2 separate regions of the Gossypium hirsutum genome follow, and region 2 is linked to region 1. The links are chromatin contacts, called in public Hi-C maps. All regions are on one chromosome and are shown on one strand. Each heading gives the region's core, a stretch centred on a gene start, on an enhancer-like site or on the middle of the called end of the contact. The rest is flanking DNA. Distances are from core to core; before and after follow the strand shown. Region 1 has its middle 54 kb from the start of LOC107955215. Region 2 holds the start of LOC107954802.

What was found. A called contact is a pair of places that touch in the nucleus more often than the background predicts.
Region 2: a Hi-C map of leaf shows a contact between it and region 1, with 3 times the contacts expected there. The contact joins the promoter of LOC107954802 here to the enhancer-like site in region 1. A contact is called at or near these places in 8 of 34 Hi-C or Micro-C datasets (callus, leaf and an unstated tissue).

Annotation. Positions count from the first base shown.
Region 1 is chrD07:48,939,119-48,945,401 of Gossypium_hirsutum_v2.1, reverse strand. No RefSeq gene overlaps it. Among protein-coding and RNA genes, the nearest start is that of LOC107955215, 54 kb to the right of the region's middle. Within about 2 kb of position 4,266, at least 1 of the 9 cell types and tissues checked has an H3K27ac peak or open chromatin away from gene starts, as enhancers often do.
Region 2 is chrD07:49,147,532-49,153,098 of Gossypium_hirsutum_v2.1, reverse strand. LOC107954802 reads right to left here and starts at 4,092. Exons shown (of 4, transcript XR_001699692.2): 1 at 3,489-4,092; 2 at 2,509-2,680; 3 at 2,374-2,423; 4 at 1,627-2,045.

The DNA.
Region 1 (6,283 bases), core at 3,017-5,516:
CTTTTATAAGTATTGATACCAATTTGGCATTTTGTTTATTTTGGAAACCGTTTATTTGATCAAGTATCTATACCTAATGCCAGGGTATAGATATTTTTCGCCAGAGTAGGTAAAAGTCATTTTTTTAAAAGCTTTTATTTCATGCTCAAACATAATGTCAAATCCCATTAGTTTGTTCAGTTTCAAAAACCCATATCTATTTAATCCTGTTTATGAAAACATTAGTTTGTTTTAGTTATTCTTTTATTCAATTTTAAATCTAATGTTGTTATAAAAATCTCATTTGCAAATATTTTAAACTAATTTGACAATCTTGAAGTTCTTAGCCAAGTTCAGGTTTAATGTCCAAAAATGAATAATGCAAAATCCCAAAATTCTTATGAGTAACCGAGTCCATGCCACCATTCGTTTAACAAAACAAAAACCAAACAATGTTTGTAAAATAGTTTTAGAATATGTTTATTCAAAATCATTGACAGTGCTCCGAGTTTCAAGTCTGAGTCCTAACCTCACGAGTTATCTGAAAAAGAGGGAAAACTAAAGGGGTGAGCTATGAAGCTCAGTGTGGTCTTAACATGTGAGTAGCATTCATAATAAAAAATAAAAAATAGCATACAAAAAGCAGCACATAATACAAGTCAAAATCACTCTGATCACAAATTCTCAGTATCTAATTACAAGTTCATGCATGACAGTGCAATCCACTACCCAATCTAACCCTACACACCATAATAAGAGCTCTTCAGAACTCGTCCATCCTTACACACCAAAACAATATTTGTGGATGAACCACCAGTAGATTGATCGATGAACTGATCCGACATTAAATGCTTGAACTTCCTTCTTTAATAACCCAACACTATGCAACTATATCATGCCATTAATGATCAGTGAAAATATAGCATACAATGATAGTATCAACATGTTATCAACATGAAAATAGTGATAATTTAACTTGTATGCAATAACAATGGGGCATGCCTTTATAGTATGTGTAGAACATCAATGAAACAACGCCACACATACCCAACAATATAATTTCAAAAATTGATAGCATAGTATTATTGATTGCAGTTGTAAACCAACAAAAAATTTGACAAAGGCAAGTGCACCTATCTATTAATAGTATAGCTAAGGTGAGCAAAGATATCATTCCCGCGAGGACTAAAAATACTAATAATCACTGTCTTTCTATTAATTAATTGATAAATTAGAGTGATTGATTTAAAACTAAAATTAACTAATTAAATTAACTACGAACACAACACAGAACAAACCAGAAAAGAAAATGATTAACAACCAAGAAGCGAAACAATACACAGGAAAGAATCCACCTAGATTTCATCTTGCATTATCAATCTAAATTAAACAATTTCTTCACTTAGTATCTTGATCCGTAGAAATTCCTAAATTATGCTAATATCTCTTTCGAGAGTAAGAGCAACTGACTCTAAGTTGATTAATTGAAATTTCTTTCTAACTAAAACCCCTATTGTCGTATTAACACGATCTATAGATCCCTCTATTAGATTTGACTCTAATTTGGCGGATTTATGCCATTCTATTTCTAGGATTGCATGGAACTCCACTCAATTATGCTAGATTTACTCTTAAATATGGTTTATTCCTCCTATGATTCAAGCACATCAAATATGGATTAATAATCTAGAAATATCAAACCAATAATTAAGCACACATAATTGAGAACAAGATCCAAGTATTTATTGCGTAAAAATAGAAATCAAATAACACAATCCATCATAGGGTTCATCTCTCTAGGTTTTAGAAAATTAGTTTATAATCACAAATAAAAACATATCAAAGACAATATAACCACAAGAAATAAAGAAACTCATAATAAACTTCAAAGAAATCAAAAGGAGATCTTCAATCTTGATGGAAATTTGCTCTGAAGTAGGCTTCAATGGTGTTTTCTAAGTTATTTTCTTGAGTATTCTATGACGACTTACTTCCCTCTTCTTATCTTTGTCATATATAGATCTTAAAATGCCCGAAAAACCTAAAAATTGTGTTTTCCTGCATGTTTGGAGTGGAATTCATGAAATCCACACGATCTGGCACATGACCGTGTGTTTAGGCCGTGTAAAATGGTTTAGCCCATGTGGCTCCTGAAACTTGCTTCGATTTTCTTTCACTTTTACTCTTTTTGCCCTCAAATGCTCTCATAAGTATAGAAACGTGAATTTAAAGGATTAGGAGCATAAAATTCACCATTTTAAATCGAATAATACTCTAAAAACGTATTAAGAATGAAGATAAAACATGTTAATTTTGGCATTTATCAATTATCATACTTACGACACACGGTTGAGTTTTTAACCAAATAGTACTCATAGTTTTTCAGCGAATTAACAGAGGATGTTTACTTGTCACAATCAAAACCATTAGGATATTGTAATAACACTAATAGACAAAATCAAGAACCAATATGCAGAAACAGACCCTTATATATTTGGCCTAACCCATACATACACGGCTATACACTATTAAGACACATACACGGAACAAACAATAAAGACAAACACCTTCACCTATACGTTCGCCCAAGACCCTCACTCATCCGGTGTACTTATACTGTTCAGATCCGATCCATTCTCATCTAGATCAGATCTTTTATTTGACATACACAAAAAACATCACACATTAGGAATCGACATTAAAGGTTTCAAGAAGATCTAGTAGAAACCGATTGCAAAAAATTAAAGAGGGTTAACCACAACTTGATTGTGTAACCGAAAATGGAGTCCAATTAATATAGGGAGTTTCACTTACCAACCTACTACAATTGGGAACTAGAAATAATTATTGACAGTTCTAAACACTAATGGGGTTTGAACGAACAAAAGGTGATTTGACAAGAGGAGTGAAATTGGTGGGGGATGCGATGATAACTAGGGTACGACAGCCAAGAAAAATAGAGGAAGAAAAGAGAGGAAAAGAGAATGCTAGTGTTAAGGGTGGCAAAAAGAAGGGGCCGACCAATGAGAAAATGTGTTTAAATACCTAGGGTTTTGACACACTAGGGTTTTCTACACTAGAAAATCCAGAGGTTCCGATACAATTTTTGACATTCTGATAGATCTTGCCCAATCAGAAGCCCAATTGCATGCTCAAATAGAAAATTAAAATAAATTAACAGTTACATATTTAACCTGAATATTTAATCCATATTTCGAGACGTGACAATTCCTTTTCTTTGATTGAAAGAATTTTACATATAAATGGATTGTTTTTCTTAGATTTTAATAGATTGTTTTTCTTTAAATATAAATGACATTTTCAAATGTAAATGAAAAGTTATAAAAATTATCTTAAAAAAAGAGAGAGAAAAACTATAGAAATTAAATATAAAAAAGAGAGATATAAAAAATAATATAGTTGTTAAAAAAAAGGTCTCGTGAAAAAGAATTACATTTCTTAAAATTATTATTTATTAATTCTAAAATTTATTTTTATCCATATATACTTCTAAAATTATTTATCTTTAAAAAAATTATCTATTTAGCTTTTTTTTTCATTTATAAGTGATAATAGCAATAGTTTAAAATTTTAGATAGTTTTTTTAAGGGATAAATTACTTTGTATATTTTTCTAAAATTTAATATGTATCTTTAATCTAATTTTATTATAAAAAATAGATAATTAATAATTATAAAACATAAATAGAAAAGAAATAGAGATGTAGCATTTGTGTCAATATTATGGTTTTGTATCTTGTTATTATATATATAATAAGGTTGTATGCAAATGTTCATATTCACATTATAGATTTTTTTTGAAATTCCATTTGTAAACGTCAAAATTTAAATAAATTATTGCCATTTAAAACCAAGTATCTAATATATATATACATTATTATTAATAAGAAAACCGTCTGGGAACAATTCTGTTATGTTTGAGACACCATTTCTTTGTGAGAATATAATGAAGATCTTGAAGGAAATTAGGATGCTTAAACAATTATTTTTAAAATTTTATAATTAAATTTATGACTAATATGTTTATATTTAATTTTTATTTTTACTCACAATAAATTAAGTTTATAAAGTAAATATGTCTCTAAATTCTTTATATTTGATAGGATAAGAATCTAAATTCTAGTTTATATTTTTTGTTGATTTACTTTTTACTTATTTATTGGTAATGCGTGATTAGGACAAAAGAAAAAAGGTATAAAGCTAAAGCTTATTCCCTTCTTTACTTTTCTGAAATTAAACTACAATTAATGGGTCATTGTTACAGTTTTGGGTGTTTTTCGATATTATGAATTTTTGATTTTTTAAATTTTGTGAATTGAAAGTTGTAATTTCATCAACTATTTGTTGGCATGGGTTTGTAATTTCTCCTCATTATATATTTTACCAAATTTCTTAATAATATGTTTAATTGGTTTAGTTTTATCCCTTTTTTGAATCAATACCTTGTTTGGATAAAAAGAAAGGAAGAAGAGAGAAAAGAAAAAGGTAAAAGTGAGGAAAGTTAAAAGGGAAATAATATAGAGAAATATTATTTTTGATATTTTAATCTAATGTGTAATGTTATACGCAAGCTTCAATTTTGAGTGATTTTATATAAAAAAATTTTGTTTCATTCAATTTTCTCAAATCATTATCAAATTATCAAATTAGTGTCATTTTATGTTTATATATTATATACACAGAGAATTATGTTAGTTCAACATGAAAACAAATATATGGATCCGTTTCATTAAATGTGTACAATTGAATTAAAATTAAAATTTCATGTATACATATAAGCCACAATTTAAGTTCCATGTGTAAATTACACCAAATTAAAATTCATGTATGTATATATATTTATTATAAAGCCCTTGGTCAAATTAGTGTCCTAGGTTAACCAAATATCAACTCATTTGATAAAGATGAAATTACTCTTATTTTACAAAATAAATTATATTATTTTAAGGCTATTTTTATCATTTTATATATTGTATATAGAAAAATAGAAAAACATGCACACATAATAGAATTTGAACTCGTACCTTTTTACTTTCACACATTTATATTTAACCATTCAACCAAAACCTCATATGCTACTTATATTAAATTTTTATATATAGGTATTTGTTACATGAATATATTTTTCTCCCACAACATGAGTGTGCCCAAATCGATTGGTGTAATGGTTTTTTCGGCCATCCAATTTTACAAAAAAAAAATTCCCCAAAAAAAGTCAATTGAGCCCTCCATTTATTTTTCCCTTTTTTTAACCATCAAATTTGTATTTTTTTTGTGAAATTAACTCAAAATGAATGAAAATGTTAACATTTGTTAATTTTCTTGTCGTGGAATACATGTGAATTCCCACTTATGTAGCATGTAAGCATTTAATTAATTATTTTAAATTTAAAAATATTTTTTATAATGTTAATACTTTTTAATGATTTTTAAAAATAATTTTTATATATAATTTTTTTCAAAATTTTAAAAATTAATTAAATCTTCATGTATCATCGACATGGTAATCCACGTGTATGCCACGTTACTAAAGTTAACAACTTTTCTACCCATTTTGGAGTGATTTGACAACAAATAAAAGTTTAAGGACTATAAAAAATAAAAATAATAAATGAAGGGTTAAAATGACATTTTTTTTATAAATAAAATTGGAGTGCCAAATAAGTCCTTATGTAAAATCTAATTTATACAAATTTTCTCTCTTTTAAATACTATCATTTTTTTTTCTCAAAAAACGGAAAGAAAAGAAAAAGAAATACTATCATTTCTGTTCCTCAAAATACTATATATTTTTAGTATCATACGTGTACGTTCCAATATTCACTTGTCTATTTTTGGAAATAAAACAACACAATACTCATATCTAAATTTCGAATATGTTGAGTGCTATCAATGCAATTTGATTGGACACCATATTCACCCAATGTTAAAGAAATTTAATGAAAATAATTTAATATAATGAAAATAATTTGGTACAAAATTGAAAAAAAAATATAGACTCCACAAGTAGAGTAAGGGAGTTGATAAGTGTCCTACATGGTTATAGTAAACTATTAAAAAAAAAACATATGCCAAATTTTCAATATCTTTGCTAAAAATAAGTTATGAGTATGATTACATATGATCAATTGAATTAGATCATTTCTAACTCGTATACTAAAACACACATAAAATATAATACTCCTACTAGACGTAACCCTTAACATAAGTGTTAAAAACTTTTAAAAAATACAATATAATTTACAATAGCCTACTTTTACATAATAATAACTTAGACATAGGTC
Region 2 (5,567 bases), core at 2,843-5,342, 210 kb before region 1:
CAAAAATGTTGGTTAAAATATTCTTTAATAATTTTGATGTGTCAACTTGTGTGATAATCCATATGCACTTTTTTTGACATGATACTGTTTGTCATATATACATGTCAATAAATATTTTAAAAGTTATAAAAATATTAATAAAAAAGAGAGGATAAAAGCTTCATAAAAATTCAAAAAATAGCATGATGTACACTTAGATTGAAATGTGGGCTGCAATGTTTAAAAATTTAACGTATTGGTTAGTATTTTCATTAAAAAAATTAATTTAATTCTTTTTAAAAGGTTAAGAGTCAAATTTAATTAAAAAAAAGATCAAATTGACAAATAAATGAAAGATACATGGGCTAAAGTTGTCAGTATGCCTTACCTTTTTTAATTAGTATTTAGTTTAATCATAATATTTTTTCTAAGGTAAAGCGATCTTATTAACGAAAAAACAAAAGTAAACAAACCAACATGGTTTAAGGACGACAAAAAAAAATTTAAGGACTAAAAAAAGTAAAAATAACAAATGAAGAGGTAAAATAATTTTTTATATAAAATTAGAGAACCAAATAGGCCCTTAATAAAATCTAATTTATACAAATTGTCTCTCTTTTAAATATTATTATTTTTTTGTCAAAAAAAGAAAAAAAAAAGAAATACTATCATTTCACTCAATATTTTTAGGCCACGTTTGGTTCGCTGTATTGGAATAGAGACGTAATGGAATAGAGGCGTAATAGGAATTTCTATTGTTTGGTTGAATGTAATGGAATAGAGGCGTAATAGTATTCTTGTGTTTGGTTGAATGAAATGGAGGCGTAATAGGAATTTCTATTGTTTGGTTGAATGTAATGGAATAGAGGCGTAATAGTATTCTTGTGTTTGGTTGAATGAAATGGAGGTGAAATAGCATAAGGGAAAAACCTAAAATGACTAGAATACCCTTAGCAGAAATTTGTTTAGTTAAATGATTATTGTTATTGTTATTAAATTTTAATAAGATTATTAATATCAATAATAAATAATTTAATCATATTTTAACATAATTATTATTAAATATATTTTAATCAAAATATATAATTTAATAAAATTCTTAATATTAAATATTCTTATATGAATTTACTAAAATCATAATATATAATACTATAAAATATAATTTAAAGTTATTATTATTAAATATAATTTAATAAAAATATATAATTTAATAAAATTCTTAATATTAAATATTCTTATATGAATTTACTAAAATCATAATATATAATAATATAAAATATAATTTAAAATAATTTTTATTAAATATAATTTAATAAAAATATATAATTTAATAAAATTCTTAATATAAAATATTATTATATGAATTTACTAAAATCATAATATATAATACTACAAAATATAATTTAAAATTATTATTAAATATAATTAGATAAAAATATATAATTTAATAAAATTCTTAATATTACATATTCTTATATGAATTTACTAAAATCATAATATATATAATTTAATTTTTGAATGAAATCATAATATATATAATTTAATTTTTGAATGAATGCAAATGATTCACTATGAATGTTTCATTCATAAGATCTCACCTGCTGTAACTTCTTCCTAGATAAAGATTGAAAAACAATAGCAAGCAAATAATTCAAAGGATTTTTTCATTAATTTTATAAATGTTAATTGGGAGAAGCAACTCCAGAAATCATCATATGTTATAAATAATTCAGCACTTATGAGCTAAACAAAGGAGCTTGATGATATCCCAATACACAGGTGCAAACTTGATAGCAATCTTCCATCAAAAGTGTACGGATGAAGATAAGAGATGGTGACATTTTGGTAAGATAAAGGTTCCAGGACAGCTTACGGCCCCAAAAGCGCAACACGATCCTTCTGTACTGCCTGTGTCAGGTTGATGTCAAAGAGTTCGAATCGTATGGGCATCTCCATATCATAGAAGGGGTTTTTAAAAACATAATCTGTTTAGAGCTCATAAACAACTTTTAAGAGAGCCTCCATGTGCTGTGTCCCAGGTTCACAAACTACAAAGAACTTTGTCCCTGAAAATCATAATATGCATATTTGCAAAATCAAAAGTGTAGAGAATTCATCGCGTGGTTATTTAGAATCCATTTAAAGGAGGGAATTCATATTTGTACATGAGTTTGAAGAATTCAGAATCCATTTAAAGGAGAGAATTCATATTTGGACATGCTTCTTGTTATTATTAATTATAACAGAGTTGAACTTGAGACTACCATGGTATATGAGTCAAAAACGAAATGTTAACAAAGTATGGCCCTTTTCATTTACCTTACTTGAATAATACCTCAAGTTGAAATGAAAATATTAAGTAACTGTTTTATTTAGACGGGATAATATTATTACCTTGCAACACCCAACGCAAACACATAATGAGCTATAAAAGGCTCAACAATCTGAAAGCACAAAAAAGTGAGTTAAACATGGTAATCTTATAAACCTTGTTTATAAAATTAAATCTGCCATCTAAGTAATTTTTACCTTGGTGTTTTGCATCACTCGCAACTGAGGTAAAACTGAAACGGCTTCCAGATATGCACAGAATGCCCAGGAAATCCGGTTCAGTAGATTATGGGAAGTTGTTGGATGAATACACAGAGCTAGTACTGCACAAGGGACAACTTGAATCCAAATTCAAACGCCCATATGACTTCTACAATATGTTAAAAAAAGGAATAAATCCACTCAAGGAACAAAGAATATAATTGTATTGCTAAAACGTGTCTATGCGTAGCAATACAAAAAATGTAAATACCTTCAACAATTTTTGTTCAATTGGTTGCCAGATAAAATATATTAAATCAAAACTAGAAGGGTGAGGTATAAGGTGACTTTCAAAGTGGTATTTAAAATAAACAAGTGCTAAGAAGAACTGAAGACAAGTTACAGCTCAATAGACAGTTAGAAGACTACCTACACATGGAAAAAAAACAAAGAAAGAGAACAAAACATATTTAACCAGTAATTGAGGGTTAATCAATTCATTCATCCATCTTGTGTAAACGAAAAGGCCAATATCAAAAGGCGGATTTTAACAACAACCAAGCTTTATACATAGCAGGAAAGTCAGAAGAGAGAAAGAACATCTCCTTTTGGTCCAAAAGCTACCTTTTTTTATCAACCAACATTCTACCCATACTTCATTCATGGAGAAGAATAGCAAGAAACAGATACCTTAAATCGAAAGAAACAAGAAATCAAGCCGGAAATTCAACCTAATAACAGCTATATAGCAAAAAAAAAAAAAAACAATCGGCACAAAGTCAGCAAATCAAACTCTTCAAAATTTTGCTATTTAGCCATTACCTTAATGAGTTCTTGAAACTACTAAATTAAGAAAAAAAATCCATGCAATAAGTATTAAATTGAAGCTACAAATTGATCGAAAACAATTCCAATAACAAAATATTGAAATTTTTATCAACTGGTAAGAGAGAAGAAGCTTTTTTTTTTGGAATTACCAGTACAAGTCTTCTCTTTGGTGAGCTTATAGATGATGACAGAGATTCCGATAGAATGGACAGCCTCGGCGGTGACAAATAGGTTGTCATGGTCATTTACAATGACTCGGAGAAGAACCAATGCCGCCATCCCCGATACCACCGCCAAAAAAGTCTTTACCTTCGGTGGCTGTCGTCTCACCCACATCGACACCGCATGGATCGACCTCTTCTGTGTCCTCATGTCTTCTTTATTCTTTTTTTCCCGTTTTGGCAATTTAGAGGATGTGAGATTCTGGATTTTGGGGTTTGATTTGAGCTTTTTGTTTAATAGGGAAAAAATAAGTGATTCGGGTGGATTTTTATTTGACGGGCAAGAAATCTGAATCTGAATTAAAAATTATCTGAAATATGGAAACAGAAGGAGAGAAAGTTACAGATCTATGGGAGAAGATGAATGAGAGTATCTAAAATATGGCAAATGAGTTTGAGGGCAGAAATTGTGTAGTGAGTTTGACGGCAGATGAAGGAGAAGATGAAGGAGGGCAAAATTTGGAAAATGGGAAAAAGAGAGCGGAACGTAATAGCTATTCAGTGCTGAAGGCAAAGAATGGCTATTAAAGCTTCTCACGTAATAGAGGCTGAATGGAATAAGGCTGTATTACAATTACAACCAACCAAACGTTTGTTTGGGGGTGGGCCTACCGATTTGCGGGGGAATGCATTCCTATTCCCCCAACCAAACATGCTGTTAGTATCATACGTGTACGTCCCAATATCCGCCTGTCTTTTTTGGGAAATAAAACAACACAATACTCATAATTAAATTTCGAATATGTTGCGAGCTATTAATGCAATTTGAATGGATATCATGTTCACCCATTGTTTATATTATTTAGGTAAGGGTTATATTTAATATAATGAAAAAAAATTGATACACAATTTAATAAAGTTTTTAGAACCCAGAAGTAAAGTTAGGGAGTTGACAAGTGTCTTACATGGTTATAGTAAAATATTAAAAAAAGAGACATATGTCAATTTTTTAAAGCTACTTGAAGAATAAAAAAAAGTACACTACCAGTATATCAAATACTCACCTTTAATATAATAATATTGTATAATTTTATACACTATCAATAAATTACGGGGAAATATTTGGTACACTAATAGTTAAGTTTTTACACTCTACAAGTAAATCTAATGGGTTGACAAGTGTCCTATAGAGAGGTTTAGTAAAATATTTAAAAAAACACATAACACACTTTGAGTTTACCAAATATTAACCCATAAATTACATGATAATATATTATAGGTAATTATTTGGTGCACATGTGATGTAAATTTTTAACTCCATAACCGCGATTAAGATTTTGCTACATGTCATATTTATTTATTTTAAAAATTTTTAAATACAACTTAAGGAAACATGGCGACATCTTAATTCAGTTAAAGAGTTAAAAGTTTCCACCACCAGTGTATCAAAATTATTAATTTTTTTAAAAAATAAATACAATATCGGTCATCGTTTATTTCACTAATAAAACATAAATTTATAAGAAAATATTTGGTATATTGTTTTTGGAGTTTTTAAACTTCATAAGCAGGGTTAAGAGATTGATAAGTGTGTTATAGGGTATAATAAATTATTAAAAAATATATATTTAAAAAAAAGATACATGTCAATTTTTAAGGTTAATTGTAAAATAAATAAAAAGTATATTTCTAATATACTAAATATTCACTCTAAATTAATAGGTATCAATATTTGAAATATAAATCCAATAATGGCTAATATATTAAATAAGCCCTTGAATGTTGTTATCTTATTTAAATAAAGTCTGTATACTTTAATTACATTCAAATAAGCCATTTAAATTTACTTGATACCCGAATAAGCCTTTAAACTTATATACAATATAATAGATTTTCTTTGTTAATTTATATTTTAATATTACTTAATGTTTCAGTTAGCTTGTAATTAATGGAATTAGGAAATATATTTTTATGATAACAAAAATATAATTTTACCTTTTTAATAGTCTATGTCTTTATAATTTTTAAAGGAACAAATAAAAATGTTATATTTTTTAGTGTCGATGT